Linked DNA regions of Mus musculus: region 1 is linked to region 2. Evidence: chromatin contacts called from public HiChIP or PLAC-seq data. All regions are on one chromosome and are shown on one strand. Each heading gives the region's core, a stretch centred on a gene start, on an enhancer-like site or on the middle of the called end of the contact. The rest is flanking DNA. Distances are from core to core; before and after follow the strand shown. Region 1 holds the start of Cbr4 (carbonyl reductase 4). Region 2 has its middle 23 kb from the start of Hpf1.

What was found. HiChIP or PLAC-seq counts read pairs in DNA pulled down with a chosen protein or histone mark.
Region 1: a contact with region 2 is called in an H3K4me3 HiChIP or PLAC-seq map of pro-B cells, with 5 times the contacts expected there. The contact joins the promoter of Cbr4 here to the enhancer-like site in region 2. A contact is called at or near these places in 4 of 39 promoter capture datasets (the C10 cell line, embryonic stem cells and pre-B cells), 1 of 484 Hi-C or Micro-C datasets (spermatogonial stem cells), 3 of 115 datasets of contacts at active chromatin or transcription factors (microglia, pro-B cells and stem cell-derived neural progenitor cells) and 3 of 9 other capture datasets (adipose tissue, embryonic stem cells and liver).

What each region holds. Positions count from the first base shown.
Region 1 is chr8:61,484,086-61,490,082 of GRCm38.p6, reverse strand. It overlaps Cbr4 (carbonyl reductase 4), which reads right to left and starts at 2,349. Exons shown (of 5, transcript NM_145595.2): 1 at 2,093-2,349; 2 at 23-143. The coding sequence starts at 2,234.
Region 2 is chr8:60,864,525-60,870,182 of GRCm38.p6, reverse strand. No RefSeq gene overlaps it. Among named protein-coding and RNA genes, the nearest start is that of Hpf1, 23 kb to the left of the region's middle. Within about 2 kb of position 2,517, at least 44 of the 459 cell types and tissues checked have an H3K27ac peak or open chromatin away from gene starts, as enhancers often do. A contact at or near this core is called in microglia and pro-B cells, where this site is marked.

The sequences.
Region 1 (5,997 bases), core at 1,100-3,599, 620 kb before region 2:
TTCACCTCAATCTTTGACCAACCTGTTGATACCGGCTGCATTTACCAAGAAATTTACTGGACCTAAATGTTTCTCCATCTCTTGAAATGTACTCTGAACATCTTGTTCTTTGGCAACATCACACCTAAATGCCAAGTGGTTTCCTACAAAACAAAGTTAAATCAGAATTACCTCTAAATCTTAACTTGAATTTCGAATTTATTTGCTTTATGATTAGACTCTTCAGCAAGCCTGTGCTGGGCCGAGCAATGACAGCCAGTCATGGGTTCCTGCCCTCAGAGCACACGATGAAAGGACAGGGTGGATGGAAGTGAAGGAGAAATAATGAGGTTTGTTTTTTCCGTCTTGTGTATGAGTGTTTTGTTTTTGTTTTGCTTTGAGATAAGGTTTTACTGTGTTGCCTAGACTGACTTCAAAACTCAGGCTCATCTTGCCTCTGCCTGCCAAATTCTAGGATACAGCAAGTACATAAAATAAAACATTATCGAAATCTAACTTTAACTTTGGAGTTTTCTTGAATGGGAGATTTAGACACAAGAACTATGGGTACCTGGCTACCCATAATGTTGGCACTTGCTGGACTCACAAGTTCATGGCTATTCTGAGTGACACCTCAAACCCTTAAGAAGAAATAAGCTTGGAAAGTCTAGAAACAAAAGTGGTCAGGGCCAGCAAGATGGCTCACTTGATAAGGGCACTTTCCACCACGCCTAACAATCTGGGTTGAACCTTTGGGTCCCATACAATGAAAGGAAAGAACAGACTGTCCTCTGAGTTCCTCAGGTGCACAATGACATAGATGTACTCATCCAACCAAATGAATAAATGTGATTTTTAAAACTGCAATTAAATCTGGGCATGGTAGTGTATACCTTCCGTCTCAGCTTTGGGATAGGAGATTACTACTGTAAGGTTGTGGCCAGCATGGACAAGAGAGGTGGCTCCATAGAACTCCCTGATCCCTATCACCAAACTCACGAAGTCACTGATGGGCTTGGGGAAGCAACCCTGACTTCAAAGTAAACATATTCCCTATCTGATAAGCTACCATATTAATATATATGCTCCTCAATTTATGATAGGGATACATCAAGATGAACCAACTATATGATGGAGAGCCGAAGAACAGGTAACTAGTACCACAGGGCAAGGTGGAGTATCTAGCAAACTGGAAGCAATGCTGACTGGCTAGGTGTTGAGGCTCGTGTTCACACCCAAGGTGAACAGATGTGTTCCCCTGTGTTCCCAGCACGGAGGAGGCAGAGACCAGCTCCTGATCCAAGGGAAACCTAGGCTGCGTAGTGAGACCCTATGTCCGAGAAAGCTGGATACCACACCGCAGGTTCAGAGTGTACTCTGTACTAAAGACATCACCGTCCCATCACAGTAAGGAGATCTCAGCAACTGGGAAGCTGAGACACGAGATCCACAAGTTCAAAGCCAGTGTGAGTTACATATCAAGGCTATTTCCACATAAGTAAAGAAATATAGTCGGCACCAGACACTCTTAGACCTACAAGATACCCAATGCTTTCCTGATAGTGACATGTATTTTTCTCCATTCTTCAAGTTGTCTTCTCCAAACGAGACTTAAACTTGCAATGCAATGACTAATCCGTTAATAACCTGGGGTTGGGGGGGGGGGGGCTGGAATAGGAATACAATCAAAGGGCCTGGGAAAACAAATTAGTAACTTACTAAAGTCATTGATGGGCTTGGAGAAGCAACCCTGACTTATCAAGAGTTTCTCTTTGAAATACTGTCGGGTGCCTTCGCAAAGGGCAAGAGCTCTCAGCAAAATGCAATCTAGCCATTTGTATCTGACTTCTCTACTTTCAGTATAATCGCGTCCATTCTCTCCTCCCAGAGGCCAGAGCAAGGCAGCTCTCAATATCAGCACTGGCCGCGGGGAAGGCAACTACTTGTCAGGGGTCCTTAGAATCTGCCTGGAGTAGGCGAGAGCCCCTGTGAGTGTTTGGTCATGGGGCACGAGCGATCTGGGGCGCAAACCCGGGTACATGGGCAGGGCCCGTGGACTGGAACTCAAGGACTTGCACCTTGGTCGCACGGCGAGGACACTTCCGGTACATACCGCCGAGCTCGCCGGCGGTGACTTTGGCCACTTCCAGGTTTCTGGAGACGATCGCCAGACGGTAACCCTTCTGGGCCATTAGCTGGGCTACCGCCCTGCCGATCCCCCGGGAGCCTCCAAAAACCGCACAGACTTTGTCCATCTTGGACCGCGGACCAGCAAGATGGATCCCTGAGACTCAGAACTTGTAATAAAAGACACAGCTACTGACAAAACCAGTATGCTCTCCTTTCAACAGACAACCCAGGCCACAAAACAAGGCGCGAGGATTAGACGTCAGTGCACACGGACTCTTCGAGGGTTGCATTGCATTCTGGGACTTGTAGTCCTTACTCTCTTGCACTTGTGAGCATTTTAGTAACTGCTGCTGGATGCCTATTCCCAAGCCTGGTTAGTTCTATGAGGGTAAATGTCCTGTCAAAGAGCACAAGCCGTGTGTGGTGGCTCAGGCCTGTTCACTCATCACTGTTCAAGGCCAGCCTGGTCTAGAGAGTGAGATCTTGTCTCAAAGACAGCAACAAAGAAAGAACACTGTGTAGAGGGATTCAATAAATGCTTGTACTCCTCTTTTTGAGGAAAAGACCTGCTATGTTACCCAGGCTGGCCTCAGATTCTCTATGATTCTCCTCCCTCAGCCTCCACAGAGCTGCTGGCATCTACAGGTATGGGCCTCCACGCTCTTCGACTGATCAGAATAGAGTAAAGATTAAAGAGCAAGCTTAGGTCATTATTGGCAATATTGGGTTCCTATACTCCTAAATAAGATATCCTGAGTGCTTTTTTTTTTTTTTTTAAGAAAAAGTTAGCTGGGCATGGTGGTGCATGCTTTTAATCCCACACTAAGGAGGCAGAGGCAGGTAAATCTCTTGAGTTGAAGACCAGATTGGTCTAGAGTTCCAGGACAGCCAGGGCTGCACAGAGAACTCTGTCTCAACCATGCCTCCCAAATAAACAGATAATAAATAAATAAATAAATAAATAAATAAATAAATAAATAAATGGCATGATTTGTTAGCATTCTAGTGTAAAGAGAACATTTCTTGACAGAATATTAGTGTACTAAATAAAAAAGTAGACCATAGTCCCTATTGGAGGTAGGGAGAATTCTGGAGCAACAGGACTAACTCACATAAAACTCTAATGGGCTAAATTGTTTATTAAAGTACAAAGTTGTATTAACACCAGAAATCAAAAGGCCAGTGAGGACTGAAGGCACAGCAAGCTGGCAAAGCCGGGTCTGAGTATTGATTTCTAAATTGGGGAGGGGTGGGGACCTACCAGAAAAGTTGCACATTAATTTTAAAGTTTTTCTTTTTCTTTTTTTTTTACCTTAAAGAGAATACTATATAGTTTATTAAGCAAAACATGAATGACCAGATTTATGTTGCTACAAATCCCATGTTCCAATGTTTTATGAAGTTTTTCATTGTAATAAAACAAAGCCATACATATTTTTAACCCATCAAGTCTAGCTAGTGGTGTGAGTGTGTGTGTGTGTGTGTGTGTGTGTGTGTTCCACTGGGTATTGGAGACAATCTTCAAATATGTTGGTTGTCAGAGAAGAAAGGTAAATACCAACTCAACTAAACACCCCTAGATCTACAATGACAATCTGCCCTGAATGTGACATGCCCATGCAATAGTTGTTGGTTACATAAACAATGTTTATGCAAAAACCATGACTGGATTTAAGGCCCACCCCATGAAGCTAAGCCTGTCAATACTTGGTGACCAAAAACCTGAGACTAAATAGGCCTAGGGGAAGTACCTACGACAAATATCACTGTCCTGATGAAGTAATGTAGCAATAAAAAAGACTCCAAATGACATTCTGCTATTTCCCTTGGTCAATGTCATACTCAGCCCTCACCGGAGAAGCTTCCTCTTCCAGTATACGGGAACTAACAGAGAGCCACACCTGGACAGTGTGCAGAGAGTTAGAGGTTGGGATACTCACTATATGTTCTAAATGGGATATCTTCATTAAACCCGTCTGCTCAGGGTTCAGGGATCTATAACAAAGATGTGGAAATAGTGTAAGAGCCAGAGGGGAAGAAAGACACTAAGGAGAAAGTGTCTTCTAGACGCCAGGATTGATGTAGATATCAACTCAGAAACTGTAGTAGCATGCACAGAGCCTACACAGGTCCAAGCCAAATGGGTCCAAGCAAGAGGGAGAAGTGGACATGGATTTCCAGCCTTAACCCAGAAGCTGCCTCCTATTAATAACTGCTTGCAAAGGAAAATTAGTTTGCTCCAGCAGACTTTCATTGAATATACAAACTACACTAAAGGGTAAGGCCAAGGCCAGCAGTAAACTGCTGACACCAAAGAAACTCACTGGTATGTTTGGAATTTTTTTTTGTCTCATCTTGCCCCATTTGAACAATTTTTTTAAACCTTACTACTCTTTTGCTTGTATATTGCGGTTTCTAATTTGGGGTTTCTAAATTTCCTTGTATGTTTCTCTATGTTTCTTGTGGGGTTTTTTTGTTTGTTTGTTTTTTGTCTGTTTGTTTTTCTTTTTTTTATAGAACATGATTTTAATATTTTCAACTCTTAATATTCAACAAACAGAATAATTATTTTAAGATATATTTCATTGTTATGTCTCCATTTTATGATTTTATTAATTTGGATATTGTCTCCCTGCCCTCTGGTTAGTCTGGCTAAGGCTTTATCTTGTTGATTTTCTCATAAAGAGCCAGTTCCTGGTTTTGTTGATTCTTTGGATAGTTTTTTTTTGTTTGTTTGTTTGTTTCTATTTGGTTGATTTCAGCCCTGAGTTTGATTGTTTCCTGTCATCTACTCCTCTTGAGTATATTTGCTTCTCTTTGTTCTAGAACTTTCAGGTATGCTGTCAAGCTGCTAGTGTATGCTCTCTCCAGTTTCTTTTTGGAGGTACGTAGAGCTATGAGTTTTCCCTTTAGTATGGCTTCCACTGTGTCCCATAAGTTTTGGTATAATGTGTCTTCATTTTCATTAAATTCTGAAAAACCTTTAATTTTTTCTTTATTTCTTCCTTAACCAAGTTATCATTGAGTAGAGTGTTGTTCAGCTTCCATGTGTATGTGTGCTTTTAGTTGTTTTTCTTGGTATTTAAAATGAGCCTTAGCCCTTAGTGATCAGATAGAGTGCATGGGATGATTTCAATCTTCTTGTATCTGTTGGGGACTGTTTTGTGACCAATTATATGGTCAATTTTGGAGAAGCTACCATGAGGTGCTGAGAAGAAGGTATATTCTTTGGCTTTAAGATGAAATGTTCTATAAATATCTGTTAAATCTATTTGGTTCATAACTTCTGTTAGTTTCACTGTGTCTCTGTTTACTTTCTGTTTCCATGTCCATTGCTGAGAGTGGGGTGTTGAAGTCTCCCACTATTATTGTATGGGATGTGCTATTTTGAGCTTTAGTAAAATTTCTTTTATGAATGTGGGTACCCTTGCAATTGGAGCATACATGTTCAGAATTGATAGTGGAGCATACATGTTCAGAATTGATAGTTCATCTTGGTGGAATTTTCCCTTGACCAGTATCAAGTGTCCTTCCTTGTCTTTTTTTGGTAACTTTTGGTTGAAACTTGATTTCATTGTATATTACAATGGCTACTCCAGCTTGTTTCTTGGGACCATTTGCTTGGAAAATTGTTTTCCAACCTTTTACTCTGAGGTAGTGTCTGTCTTTGTTGATGAGGTCTGTTTCCTGTATGAAGCAAAAATTCTAGGTCCTGTTTATATATCCAGTCAGTTAGTCTTTGTCTTTTTGGGAGAATTGAGCCCAATGATATTAAGAGATACTAAGGAAAAGTGACTGACTTCCTGATATTTTTGTTGTTAGAGGTGGAATTATGTTTGTTTGGCTATCTTCTTTTGGGTTTGTTGAACGATTACTTTCTTATTATTA
Region 2 (5,658 bases), core at 1,268-3,767:
TCTCATGCTATTTCAGAGGTCAGACAGGATTAGTCCCTCTGCTTCCCTGGGTTCTTCAAAGTTTCACATGAAAAGGTAGCTGGTGGGCATCTTCTGTATCCTAGGATAGACAAAGCCTCCTTGTCTGTATGCTTGACCCAAGGTTGGAGGTTGATAGGAAAGGTAACTGCAAGAAAGCAAGGATTTGCCTTTAAACTCAGATCTTCCTGTGCACGCATGAGCAGTGATGGCAAAAATATGCAGACTGCAGTGATTGACCTGGCGGGTCAAGGTGAAACCAGGCTAGTGCATTAAAATAGACACATGGCCAAAGAGAATGCATTGGAGCACAGCCTTATAGATTCTTAATAATGCCCACAGTGCACTCACCTCATTTAACCCCTTTTTATCTAGAACAAACTTTTGCTAATCAAGCAAATGCCAGACACATACTTGTATAATTCCTGTTCCATATTTGTGTACCTTTCAAGACTGGAATCAAGAATCAGATTCCCCCCTCCCCCGCCCCCCAACTGTCTCTTCATATGGCCTCTACACAGAAACGACAGTAACTCTGTGAGGCTTGTGACTTTCTTCTAGATGTACACCACCAGTAGGTAAAGCCATCCCTTAAACACAAAAGCTCTTCCTCCCAGGTCCTCCCACCCAACGGTCATTCCCAGTCCCCTCCCTTCTCCATTTTGACCCCATGAATTTTATTAGAGTTACTTACAAAGGTATGCGCCACCTACCAGTGCTTATGCCTCTGCATCCCTGCCTACCTAGCAAACATGAACTATCTCTAGATCCTTAGGGAGGGGTGGGGCCTCATGAGCCTCTCCCAACTCCATGCAAGGAATGGAAGGCCTACACAAGATCACAGCAGTCACGAGTCCTTATTTTTACAGAGATTAATGTACAGGCTGAAAGTTGCCAATGGTTTATAGCCATACAAGGTTGGTTTTGAATGTTTTGTAAGTGGATCCTCTTGTTTCTACCCTTTCACGTACTCATGGAAAAGAAAGACCCAAAGATAACTGGGCATCTAAGCTAAGAATCTTCCTTCCTCTCTCTTGGAAAATAGACACGATCCCAATGTGTTCCCTGGGAAGTAGGCTCTGAAATGGCTGTCAGCAGGCAGGAAAGTCATTGGTGCATACTCAGCAGTCACACTCAGAGGAGGAACAGTGCAAAGGAAAAGGTGGGGCTCTAATGAAGTCTTTACATTTAAAACTGTATGCTTGTGCTTGCATTTACATTGTGCATGTTTATATGGAGGTCCAGGTCCACTGCTGCTGTAGCAGTTAGAATAGGTATGGCCCCCATAGATTCATGTTTGTGAATGCTTGGCCTATAGTGGGTGGCACTATTAGGAGGTGTGGTCTTCTTGGAGTAGGTGTGGCCTCCTTAGAGGAAGCATGTCACTGTGGAGACAGGCTCTGAGATCTCAGATGTTTAAGCTCAGTGGTACATAGTGTTTCCCCTGCTACCTGTGGATCAAGATGTAGAGCTCTCAGCTCCTTTTCTAGCACCACATTGCCCGCATGCTGCCGTGCTTCCTACCAATGATGAGAATGGACTAAACCTATGAAACTGTAAGCCAGCCCCAAATGAAATGTTTTTCTTTATAAGAGTCACCCTGGTCATGGTGTCTCTTCACGGCAATGGAAACCCTAGGGAGGGTGCCTTCCTAAATCTCTCTTGATCTTATTTTGAATCAGGGTCTCTTGTTGACCCGGGAACTCACTGACTCAGATAGACTGGTTTCCCAGTGAGCTTGAGGGCTCTGCTTGTTTCTACCTCCCATTGCTGAGATGGTAGGGCCTCTTGTCACCCACTGAACTATCTCCCCAGCCCTGGATTTGCATTCTTGCATCTGTTTCCTCCCTAGAAACCAAAAGGAAAAAGAGAGAGACAAATGGACTAAAGCTGAACACAGTAAACTCCCTACCACCTCTGAAGCAGATAGAAGAACATTTATTTCTTTTCCCAAATAAAAGGGATTTTTTTTTCCTCCTTGTGACCTTGAGGTGGTAAAGACCTGTGGATGTCTCCAAAGAGATGAAATGGTTTTGTGAAACACTGTCCTGTCATCTGCTCTGGAATGAACTACTGAGCCACCAAAGGACACTTCACTCCTTCTCCTCCTCATATTTGTTTCTCCTGTAAATGGAAATTAGGTTTTTTTCCATCTCTCAGACGCGTCTATGCAAAACTCTCCAGCCGTGTCCTCAGCTGGCCTCCCACATTCGGTTGTCTCCCTCAGCTGACAGAGTGAGGTTCCTCATTCAGACTAATTTTAGCTCTCAGACAATTCAAAAGGCTGGCATTTGTTCTACAGGCTTGATGATTCTTTCTGCTTTGAGGCCAGAAAAAAAACATCTATTTTTATTTCATGCTAGTGATTGAGATATGGGCATGAAACAAGCAGGGCATTCAAAGTAACATTTCTCATGGTTTGTGTAGCTCCTAAGATATCCCAATGTATATTCACACTCCTTCCTTTTTACCTAAAAATGTGTGACTTCTGTTTTTTACTTCCCTTAATCTGTTGAATATATTGTTGGAAATGTGTGCTCTATTTATGTTCAGCTCAGAGCCTGGAATAGACACAATGCTGAGGATAGAATTCTGCACTGGATATCTGCCTTTTGCTCCTCCAATAATGGGCTTTCAGTTTTTCCAGAAGATTCTTCTTGGCCTAACTTTGGAAAGCTACTGCTATAAAATAAGCCCCCTTACCGGGTCCCAGGAGCTACAGAGAAGGGAGGTCAGCATAAAGGAAGTGACAGGGATGCATACTTTTGGAGTTGGCTTTTTTTTTTTTTCTTTTTCTGGTTTCTACAAATCCAGCATCATCTGTGAGATGCATGTAATTGGAGAGTGCTCCTGTGTTTTGTTCAGGCATTTTACAACCTCCTTTCCTTCACCACTTTAAAAAATGTCACCATCAAATCTCACCAGCATCATCTTCAAATAGATCTAGAGTTCTGCTACCTCTGGCCATCTCCTTATTCACTCCCCACCCACCCAGGTTCTAGCCAACAGTGGTTCTTGCTAGAATACGACTGTAGCCTTTTGATGTGTATCCACACTGCTGTGCCTGCTTCCGTTCAGTCCTCTCTTCACATGCAATGTGAATTTTTTTATATATAAACAAAAGAATACTCTATCATGTTAGCATTCATTTCATGAGTTCCCACTGCCTTTAAGACAACACTCAAAGCCCACCTGTGCTCCTCAGAGATCAGCATGACTTGGCTTCTCTGTCTCTCTGTCTCACTCTGTCTTTCTCTGTCTCCTCTCTCTGTCTCTCTCAGTCTCTCTGTCTCTCTCTTTCTCTCTCTCTCCTTCTCTCTGTGTGTATGTGTATAGGCACTCATGTGACCCACGTTGGTTCTCTCTATCCATGGACCTTGGGTTCTACCATAAAGCTCAGCTTGTTTCACAGTACTTTTGCCCCCTGTGTCCCCTGGCCCATGCTGACCTGGCTTACATCTGCAGTCTGCCACCCTTCCTACTGCACAGAGTCCCAACTCTTGTATATTTTGTTTTTCTTACTTGAAGTATTTCCCCACCCTGCCTTAATCTGGTAAATTCTTTCTCAGGTCCCGTCCATAATGTAGCCCTCTACACAAAATCTGCCTGTCCTGTTCATTTACCGTGACCACCACAGCCAGTGCCATCATGACTGACTGTTCAGCATTCAGCTCAGGATGGTTTTCCTATCGTTGATTTCACAGAGAAGTAGCTGTTCTTATTGCTGGTGTATGCTCTGTGTCCGGCTCAGGGTCTGGCACCTGATCACTGCTCCAAAGATATTTCTGGAACCAAGTAAAAAAAGCAGAGTTTCAAGGAGTGTGGTACAATTTACCAGGAAATGTGGGTTAAATCTAGACGAAAGAGGATTTTCATTCAGGTTGCTTTCTTAGGTTTTTTTTTTTTTTTCCTTTTACATAGGCTCTCTCTGTACATCCCTGGGATGTCCTGGAACTTGCACTGTAGACCAGGCTGGCCTCGAACCCACAGAGATCTGTCAGCCTCTTCCTCCTTTGTGCTGGGATCGAAGGTGTGCAGCACCTCACCTGGCCCCGTTCTGTATTTTTTTGGATCTGAAGCTTTTCAGCTGAAGATAGGTAGATTGGATGTGGAGATTTCTCATAATGGAGTTGAAGTAATGAAATGTAGGTGACCATTCACTCAATAAGTTGCTCTGAGCAAGGCTCCTTCTGGCCTTGTAGACAAACATGGTCCCCAAAGTAGAAGCAGCACAGCCTTCTGGGACAGAGTGATCCTGTGAAACCTCAAAGCTGGATACATCTGTACACTCAAGGAACAGCATCCACTTAAGTGCCCTCTGGTCTTCCTTCCCCATTATGCCAGCAAATATAAAATATATAATGCAAAAACTGAACATGTAGTCAATTACAAAATGACAGATGAACTTGACTAGACTCCAGGTTGCCAGTGACCTTGTCGACCACAAGAGGGCGCTGTTTAAACTCTTGTTCAACTTGGGGGAACAATTGAAGGAAGAAAATTGGCAATCTTAGGGTTGGCCAGATGGACACCTATTTATATGATAGTGACTCTGGAATTCCATTTATTTTTATGCTGTGAAAATTTCATTTTTTCTCATCTGCAACAAAATTTGCATTTTAAATGGCACTATTAAAAGTAGAGAATTGTTTTTTGTCTTAAAATCTAATTTTAAGTCTAGTTTTGTGTGGAAAAAAATATAAGCAATTCATATAGGTGAAAAATAGATGATAATTCTTCCAAAATTAACCTATTTCTATTTACTTATTTTCTAATTATACAGACTCATGAAGAAATAGCTTAAAAATACTTCTAGCAGTTATGTGATTTTAAATATTTAAATATATGCAATTTTTAGATTTAAAAAAGAGATTTATTAATTATGGCTAGAGGACTGTTTTTTTAAGAACATCAAGATGTAATTATATACAAATTTATATACCATGAGTCAACTGTACAGTGGCTGTATCTGCCAGCCTTCCTGGTACGTAAGATGTAGTTAAATTGTCTGAAGGGATGTGACTCAAGGCTAGAAATATGTTTTTCTACGTAAGGGCTACAGAGAGAACACACTGTAGATTCAGTGAGCAGCAGTAGCCACTAGAGTAATAGCTGTTTATGTAGGCTAGACCCTGTGCTTAAAGCACTTTACGTGGACGAAGTCATTAATTCCTCACAATGTTGGGAGACAGATGGTACTGTTTTCATTTCAAAGATGAGCAAGCGGAAAGGTTAAGTGACTTGTACAAGATTAAAAGCTATTAAGAGACGGGGCCAGGATTTGAACATCTCTCCTCTGAGGCGCTTAGACAGAATTCTCAGTTGGCAGATCCGGCTGAATCAAATTATCCAGCGACAGGGATAGAATCCTTCTCGTCCGGTAAGGTGCCAAATCTGTACAGCTATCCTTATTTTGAACATCAGGATTTGGCTAAGATAAGATTCTCTGCCTCGGGCTGGAGAGATGGCTCAGTGGTTAAGAGTACTGACTGCTCGTCCAGAGGTCCCGAGTTCAATTCCCAGCAACCACATGGTGGATGGGATCTGATGCCTTCTTCTGGTGTGTCTGAAGACAGGTACAGTGTACTCATATACATAAAATAAATAAATAAGTCTTTAGGAAAAATAAGAAAAAAAAAA